Linked DNA regions of Mus musculus: region 1 is linked to region 2. Evidence: chromatin contacts called from public Hi-C data. All regions are on one chromosome and are shown on one strand. Each heading gives the region's core, a stretch centred on a gene start, on an enhancer-like site or on the middle of the called end of the contact. The rest is flanking DNA. Distances are from core to core; before and after follow the strand shown.

The links. A called contact is a pair of places that touch in the nucleus more often than the background predicts.
Region 1: a contact with region 2 is called in a Hi-C map of cerebellum, with 2.4 times the contacts expected there. The contact joins the enhancer-like site here to the promoter of Nbea in region 2. A contact is called at or near these places in 6 of 39 promoter capture datasets (the 3T3-L1 cell line, 3T3-L1-derived adipocytes, the SN4741 cell line and 2 more), 9 of 484 Hi-C or Micro-C datasets (cerebellar granule neurons, cerebellum, mammary gland and 5 more) and 5 of 115 datasets of contacts at active chromatin or transcription factors (astrocytes, embryonic forebrain, forebrain and 1 more).

Annotation. Positions count from the first base shown.
Region 1 is chr3:56,432,450-56,436,422 of GRCm38.p6, reverse strand. It overlaps Gm32177 (a long non-coding RNA gene), which reads left to right. Exons shown (of 3, transcript XR_375684.2): 3 at 211-422. Among named protein-coding and RNA genes, the nearest start is that of Gm32177, 4.3 kb to the left of the region's middle. Within about 2 kb of position 2,477, at least 4 of the 459 cell types and tissues checked have an H3K27ac peak or open chromatin away from gene starts, as enhancers often do. A contact at or near this core is called in 3T3-L1-derived adipocytes and cerebellum, where this site is marked.
Region 2 is chr3:56,181,051-56,185,546 of GRCm38.p6, reverse strand. It overlaps Nbea (neurobeachin), which reads left to right and starts at 1,846. Exons shown (of 58, transcript NM_030595.1): 1 at 1,846-2,575. The coding sequence starts at 2,312.

The DNA of each region.
Region 1 (3,973 bases), core at 1,228-3,727, 250 kb before region 2:
CCTAAAACAGCCAACTGAGTTCTTTAAAATCTGGATAATCTCTGGCATGGAGTAGCTGTCCCAAAAATATGTTTATTAAGTATGCTTAGGTATAGATATGAGTGGAAGAGAGCAAGCTGAAGAGAGCAATCACCTGTCACCGTTTCTAGCTGTCTCTGGTTTCACCTATATGTCGAGTGTTCTCCAGATTTTCTTTCCTGTCTCTTCCAGCTTCATGACAGGTCTAAGTCTGCCTCCCTCTGAGGCCTGAGTTTCCTCCCTGGATTTTTTTTCTTTCCCATACATCTACAACCTATATGCTTCCACAAGATCTGTGGATCCATTCATGATGCTACCCCAGTTCACCCGCATGATGTCTCTCAGGAAGACTGAAAACCTGGTAACCCTCTGATTTAAATGTTTCAAAGACAACCCAAAATAAAGGTGGCCAAATCTTAAGTCACAGTCTCCCTCGTTGTCAATTTTATTCCTAACAATTATGTGGCTTTTGAATTACCCCATTCTAAACTATGTAGTTTGTATCTGAGATGTAATTTAAAATCTGAACACTTAAAAAAATAATAAGATTTGTGTTTGAAACCTATAGTCTATGCAGTTGTTATGGCTAGTTTAAAACTGCCATAGGGTGTCTATTTTCTGTGGTATGGCCTCAGTTTAGAGACTCTATGGTGCATGAATATGGGAATCTGTATCCATTCAAAGACTCAGAGATGGATCAGGTGTGACCAGACAATTGAAAACAACTCATGTTTCCCAACTTGTAACCCCATAGCAACATCTTCACCTTCATTGAGCTATTGTGTTTTAAATGGCAGACAGTAAGGGATCCAAGCAATACTACACATTTCTGGCCCTCCTTCCAACTTTCATCCACACGAATCTATTGTGTTGTATTTAATGTTCATGAGGTGAAGAAGGAGATAGTAGATCCTGAATGTGGATACTTTCAATGCAGTGTCCTTTGCATCAAAGAAACATGATTAAAAATGATTTTAAAATGTGAGGTAACCCAATCACAAAAGAACACACATGATATGTATGCACTGAAAAGTGGATATTAACCCAGAAACTTAGAATACCCAAGATACAAGTTGCAAAACATGTGAAACTCAAGAAGAAGGAAGACCCAAGTGTGGATACTTCACTCCTTCTTAGAATGGGGAACAAAATACCCATGGAAGGAGTTACAGAGACAAAATTCGGAGCTGAGATGGAAGAAAGAACCATCCAGAGTCTGCCTCACCTGGGGATCCAGCCCATATACAACCACCAAACCCAGACCCTATTGCATATGCCAGCAAGATTTTGCTGACAGGACCCTGATATAGCTGTCTCTTGTGAGGCTATGCCAGTGCCTGGCAAATACAGAAGTGGATGCTCACAGTCATCTATTGGATGGAACACATGGCCCCAAAAGAAGGAACTAGAGAAAATACCCAAGGAGCTAAAAGGGTCAGCAACCCTTTAGGAGGATCAACAATATGAACTAGCCAGTACCCCCCAGAGCTTGTGTCTCTGGTTGCATATGTAGCAGAGGATGGCCTAGCCAGCCATCAATGGGAGGAGAGGCCCTTGGCCTTGCAAAAATCATATGCCTCAGTACAGATGAATGCCAGGGCCAGGAAGCAGAAGTGGGTGGGTTGTGGGTTGGGGAGTGGGGCGGGGGTGGGGGGGGGAAGGTATAGGGGACTTTCGGGATAGCATTTGAAATGTAAATGAAGAGAATATCTAAGAAAAAAAAGAAAACCGAGGGAATAAAATAAAATAAAATGTTCAGTAGTGGTCTTGTTCACATTTTATGGTTGATTATGATACTTCAGAGGAGAGTTATAGATGAGAAAATTGTGATATCCTTATTGGTTGAGAACATTCATGACTTGTTCAGTAATTTAAGAGTTTTTGCTCCTAAACTTAGCATTGACCTCAGTTCCCCGCTTCTGGAGATGTTCTAGATTAAGCACAAAAATTACTCTGCCATGTTTTAATAAAACTAGAGTTAGGACAGGGCCCTAGATACTCTTTGCATTATGATTTAAGAAGATCAAGAAACAAAGGATGCTAACAATATTTGGGAGAATGAAGACGAGGTAGGAGAGGCAGAGAAATGATGCAAGGCTAAGAAGACAGTCATTTAGTAAGAAGGCATTTTACCTGTAGTCTACATGTCCAGCACTCCAGGGACTTAGCCAAAGGCTTGCTACCAAAGTCTGGGTGACTTTTAGCTATCATGACAACAGGTATGGTGACGGCAAATTATATTTCCTGTATTTGTTCCATAAAAGTCTTCTATAAAATAAAAATGACAAGAAGCACTGTGCTTTTTCATCTTAGACAATGTGTTGTGTTTTATGCATACAATACCTATACAGCAACAATATCAGCCTCAGCACTGAGCACCAAGGACATACTGATGACTCTGACCAATCAGGAAAGCCCTAGTAATAAGACATCTGCAATGAATGTGAGCTTGGCAGTAGTGAGCTGCTAAGACAGCCACCTTTGAACCTTCTGAACTGCATGCCCTGATGCAGTTGCCTCCCATCCTGAACAAGGGTGGTCCAGGGTGGGACTGTGCAATTGACAATGTAGGGCTTCAGGCTAGGTCAGAAGATAAACTGAAGCTACAATTTTCTCCTGTTTTGAATCACTTGCTTGGTGAGAAGTCAGCTGCCACGAACCTCAAAAGCAGCCTTGCCAGTAAGACCCATGGTGAGGAACTGAGGACTCCAGCCAGAAGCCAGTGACAAATTGAGGCTTCCTGCCAATACTCTTGTAAGTGAGCCATCTTGGAAGCCATTAGTCAAATCTTTAGTTGACTTCATCCCAAATTTTTGTTTTAGCCAGTGTGATTTCAAGCCAAAACTACTCAGCCTAGTTAGTCTCAATTTGTGACCCACAAAAATGGTGAACAGATAGGTGCTTCTTAACTTCAGCTACTAAGGCCTGCAATCATTTTTGCGTAGCGGTGGCTATATATTTTGGTACTTTGGTAGCTGCAAATGAGAGCTAGAGTAACAAATAACTAAAAGTACTCAGAGGATTTAGAAAAGACAGTGGGCAAAGGCTGGAAAGTTTGGGGAAGAGTATTCATGAGACCTTAAATATGTGAGCAAACTTTCCAGAGAATCCAGTATCCTACTGCAGAGGGTAAAATGAGGAAGGCCTAAGGGAGGTGTGGAGAGATGGAAGCAAGGGAAACTTGTATCAGGAAGCTTAGCAGCACTTTGTCCTGAATATGTGTAGAAAGTGGAAAATGGACCAGGAATGGCCTAAGGAGAGTTAAAACAATGTAGAAGGCACTGCTCAGATTCAGTGTGCTGCTTATAGCATAATGGGAGTAGAGAGATAGCCACAGAAAGATGCCCCCCCCCAACTTCATTAAGTTATAATTGACACATTAAATTTGTACATACTTAAAAGTTTAGGTATCTAGTATTTCAATCAATTCTTATTGTGAAATTACTAAATCAAACTAGTCAACATATCTATGCCCTTATCAATTTTTGTAGTAAACATAGTGTTTCCATTTGCTTTTTGTTACTGTGATAAAAACACTGACCCAAACTAGTTTTGTGGAGGAAAGAGATTATTTCATTACAGGTTCAGGAAAGTCACAACAGGAATGCAAGGCAGAAGAAGAAGCAGCTGAGGAACTCTGCTTACTGCCTAGGGGTACCAACGCCCACAGTGGTCTGGGCCCTCCCATGTCAATCAACAATCATCAATCAAGAAAATGAACCTCAGACATTTCCACAGGCCAATCTGATGAAAACATTTTCTCAGCCACAGTTTCCTCTTCTCAGGTGTGTCAAGTTGATCATTGAAGGTACCTAAGACATAAATTGAAGATCCCTCTTAGCAAATACACAAATCACTTCTGCTAACTATCCCTTTGATGCTGGACACAAGGCACTTAGAAATTCTTGTTTACTTGCTTGCTTGCTTGCGTGCTTGCTTGCTTGCTTGCTTGCTT
Region 2 (4,496 bases), core at 597-3,096:
TTATTTTCTTTACCTGTTCTTCATCTCCAGTAACTGAAAACGAACAAGGAAAACAAAACTGAAATGAACACACCTATTGCCTGAGACACATAACAGAAAATTAAGAGCAGTCAAAGGGGTGTCAAGCTATGCACTAAAAAAGGAAAAGGGAAGATCAGGTTGTCAGTCTCTCTCAAAGCTCTCATTCAAGATGTCTAGAATAAAGCAAGAAGTACAACTTACTGTATATCTATTTATATGTACTTCATATATGTACACATCAGATATGTATGTGTGTGTGTATATATAGATTAAGATAACCTTTCAGCTTGGATTTTATAACTTAAGAGAGATATGGCATTTTAAATTTGCAACTGAAGTAGTTCTTATAGAACTAGATGATGCTTGCCTGAGCCAGGCACAGAAATTGTTGGTAGTTCTAAAAGTCACAGTTCTTTTTATTGTTTTTGTTTTCTAATACAGGGTTTCTCTGTGTAGCCCTGGTTGTCCTGGAACTAAAATCTGTAGACAGGGCTGTCCTGGAATTTAAAGATCTGCTTGCCTCTACCTCCCTAGTGCTGGGGTTAAAGGCTTGCTCCACAACCATCTAGTATCACTGGAATTCTTAATTGCCAAACTCTGAAGTCTTAAGGCTCTGCAAATTCCTCAAGCAGTTTTAATGATGTAAGCATGTTATAATTCCATTACTATTTTGTTTAAATAGACATACCAATTTACCACTTTTTTCAGGTACTTTTGTGCAACTACTTTAAAAAATTAATCAATTCAGTGGGAGTTTGTACCACTAATAAACATATAACCAAGAACTAATTGAAAATACAGGTATTAAGAAAGTTTGCCCTATGGTACTTTTGAAATGTTTATAAGATCCTGTATCATGGGAGTTACCAGTCAAAGAAGATGAATAGTAATAAATTATGCATTATGATTCATTTGTATACTGACCATTTCTTTGTTTGGGATGACAATTTAAATGATTTGAATACACCTTAGGATTTCTAATGTTTCTGGTGACTGGCAATATGTCTTTATCGAAAAGGGCTGACCACTTGAAATATTAAAGAAACTATATCCTTGATGTCAAGGAAGAAACCACCAGTCATACTTACGTGGTTTTAACTCAGTGCCATCAGAGATATTGCCATGTGCGTGTTATAATGTTTTCAATTGAAATTTTCTCACGGACTAAGGCTGGTCGTGAGGACCTCCAATGTATTTTGATAATTCATACAATTCTTGTGAACCTCATACGCCTATGGAAAAGGGAGATCACCCACCCACTGGCATCATACCTGAGGATCTTTGGGGATTTCTAGCAGGGGATTTGCTGCACCTACCCAACCACCTCATGAGGGTAGTCAGGGAGGCGAGTTCAAGAACTAGCTTGGCAGAGAGGCTCCCGGTTTGACAGCATCTATTTTAAGCCGCGCCCGTGTGAGCAGGTGTCAGCCTCTCCACGGGCTGTGGCAAGAGCCCGGCGACATTGGGCCTGTCTCCAGACCCCCGCAGCGAGGTGGGGCCGCGGACCCAAGGTGGACCAGGAGGAGGCAAAGGCGGCCGGGAGCAGGTGGCCCTCCACTCACCGCACGTGGCCCGCACGGCGAGGCCGAGGGGGAAGGAGAGCGGACGGGCGAGCCCTGTCCTTCCCCTCGCGACTCCTCCCCGCGCACCTGCTCACCTGTCGGCCCGGTCCCAGCGCGTGGGGGAGGGACGAGGGGTGAGGGATGCGGAGGAGGAGCGCCGGGAGAAAGAGGGGGTGCAGCGAGGACTCCGCCCCCCCCAAGCTGCGCGCAGGCGCAGTGGCCGCTACCGCAGGCAGGGGGCGGCAACATGGCGGAGTGAGCGGCGGCGTCGGGGCTTCACAACAACAGCGGCGCCGGTGGCAGCGGCCCGAGCTTTGGCCCCCGGCGGAGGGCGGAGGGCCGTGCGAGACGAGGCGGCATCCTCGCGGGGGGCCGGGCCGGCGGTAGCGAGCCGGGGAGATCGGTGCAGAGAGCGCCGAGGCGATCTGCGAGGAGCTCCGTGAGGCGAGCGCTGAGGCGGACCGTGAGCTCGCTGGGGAGACAGCTGCGGCAAGCCCGGGAGGAGACCTCGGAAGCGACCCTTGAGGCTGTCCCCGGAGGCGGTCGGCGAGGCGCCGCGCACGGCTGCCGGGCCCGGCTGAGGCGCGGACGGGAGCGGGCCCGGCGCCGCGGCGCTGGTGGATGCTGGGGCTGCGAGGCGCCGGCCGGGGGGCGGGGGCCGCGGCGGGGATAACGGAACCGGCGGAGGCGGCGCGGCGGCGCTGCACAGCTCCTCAGCAGCGGGGCGGATGGCGAGCGACAAGCCGGGCCCGGGGCTCGAGCCGCAGCCCGTCGCGCTCCTGGCCGTCGGGGCCGGCGGCGGTGCAGGCGGCGGAGGCGCCATGGGGGAGCCTCGGGGGGCGGCCGGCTCCGGCCCGGTGGTGCTGCCGGCGGGCATGATCAACCCTTCGGTGCCGATCCGCAACATCCGTATGAAATTCGCCGTTCTGATCGGACTCATACAGGTCGGCGAGGTCAGCAACAGGGACATCGTGGAGACCGTGCTCAACCTGGTAAGCGCCCCCCCTCCCAACCCCGGGCGTCCGCGCCCTGCCTCCCCGCGTCCCTCAGCCTCCTGTCCGTCCGCCCGCCCGCCCGCCCGCGCGCAGCCACGGCCGCGCCACCTCCCTCCTGTCACCCGCGCGGTGCCCAACTCAACCCGGCACTTCCGACGAGTGGTCGGTCCTTAGGGCCTGGGCCGTGAGTGGAGGTGTGAAGCGGCCCTCAGGTCCTTTGGGAGTTTCTTCTCCCCATCTCTTAATTGTCCGTGTTGTGGCTCTGAGAGGGTGACAGCCCGGCCCCTAGAGCCCGAGTCCCCCCAAGCGCCCCAGCCCCCACCCCCTCCCGTGCTCCTGAAATGGGAGAAGCGCACTGGTTCCAACTTGAGCAGCTGGGGTGCTGGGTTTTCCAGGGAGGACGACGAATGATGCAGATTTTGCATCTGTCTTTAAATACATTCCGTGGCAGTGATGGAGCGTGTTGTGCCTGTACTCACCCCTACCTCCATCTCTAGGCAATCTTCACCTCTTTGTAGTATCTCTCCAGATATGCTGATCTCTTACCTTTACGGGTGTGGGGCGCAGAAGGTGTTAAAATGTAAGGGGGGCACCGGATCTTACAGGTTGGTTTCTATGGTTGCGGTGGCTTGAGGATAAAGACCAGAAGAAAGATTTGAAAGGCAGCCTAGGTTTTGGCTCCTTTCATGGTAAGAGAGTTACTGCAGAAGTGTGTATGACTTAATGTTCTGCGCTAGCTACAGAGAACCTAAACAATGTTGAAGATGACTTGGTCCAGCAGAAGGAGAGGAAGAGCCAAAATAGAGCATAATTGAGGCTAGGTCATGGCTTTTGCGCTTTGCAAATGCATTTCTTTTGTTTTTGGTTTTGCCTTTCTTCAGCAAAGCTTCTTAAAAACCCGGCTTCCTCTGCATTGTCTAGCCTTTGACATTCAGTAAGGCTGGGTTTGGGAAGGCAAGGTGTGAGTCAGTAACAGTCAGTTGACCATTGTATTTGGTGTGAAGTCGCAGGAATATAAAGAAAAATGCTTGCTGGGGATTTTTATAACACTCATGAGGTCTGACTTTTCAGAGAAGCAATTATTTCTGTTTGGTGCCTTTGGAAAATTGAAAGAAAACTGCTGCTGTGGCAGTGGTACCCTGAGACGTGGATTAGATAACTCTGTTGTTTTTGCACCTTTGAAATTCGTGGAAAAGTTGGAGTACTTTTTGTCTTCTTTTTGCTAGTGTGTCAACTCAAAGCTAGGTCACCTGCCATTGCTTCTCTGTATGTATTGCAGCTTGAATGCAAAACTCCGTCAAATAAGTCACCACAAAAATCAGTGTAAGTTTGTGAGATTGTCATCCTATAGGTGTAACCAGTTCTTTTCAAAACACTAATGGGATTTTCTGGGGGCGGGGGTGGTGGTGGCAGCGGTGAGAGGTAGTTTTACCTTGCTTCTTAAAGATAATTATTTTTATTGCTTCTTCTTCTTCTTCTTTTTTTTTTTTTATAGAAGAAAAGCTGGGCCATCTCAAGGAACAATATTAACATATTAGCTGCTACTCAATTTATGTATATTTAAAGAACACACACATTTTGAGTGTTTCCGTTTTTCTGAGGCCAATAGGATTTGTTACTTTAGATGCTGTGGTAACGGCATTTCTGTGCTTACTTGTATGCACAATGTAGCCTGATATGAGGCAGTAGGTCTCTCACGAGCTAGAAACTGATTTGAATGTGGAACCAGTGTGGACTCTGAAGCAACAGCCATGCCTGCTGGATCAGTTCTTAACAGATGGGGGTTCTTTAGATACACAGTAGACTAAAAAAAGGAAGTGAAGTATTTCTCTTGTGCTAAAAAGAAATTTAACTCTTCAGTGCAATGAAATCTGCCATGACAGATGCAAACATTTTTCTTTTTCTATTTAGATATTTA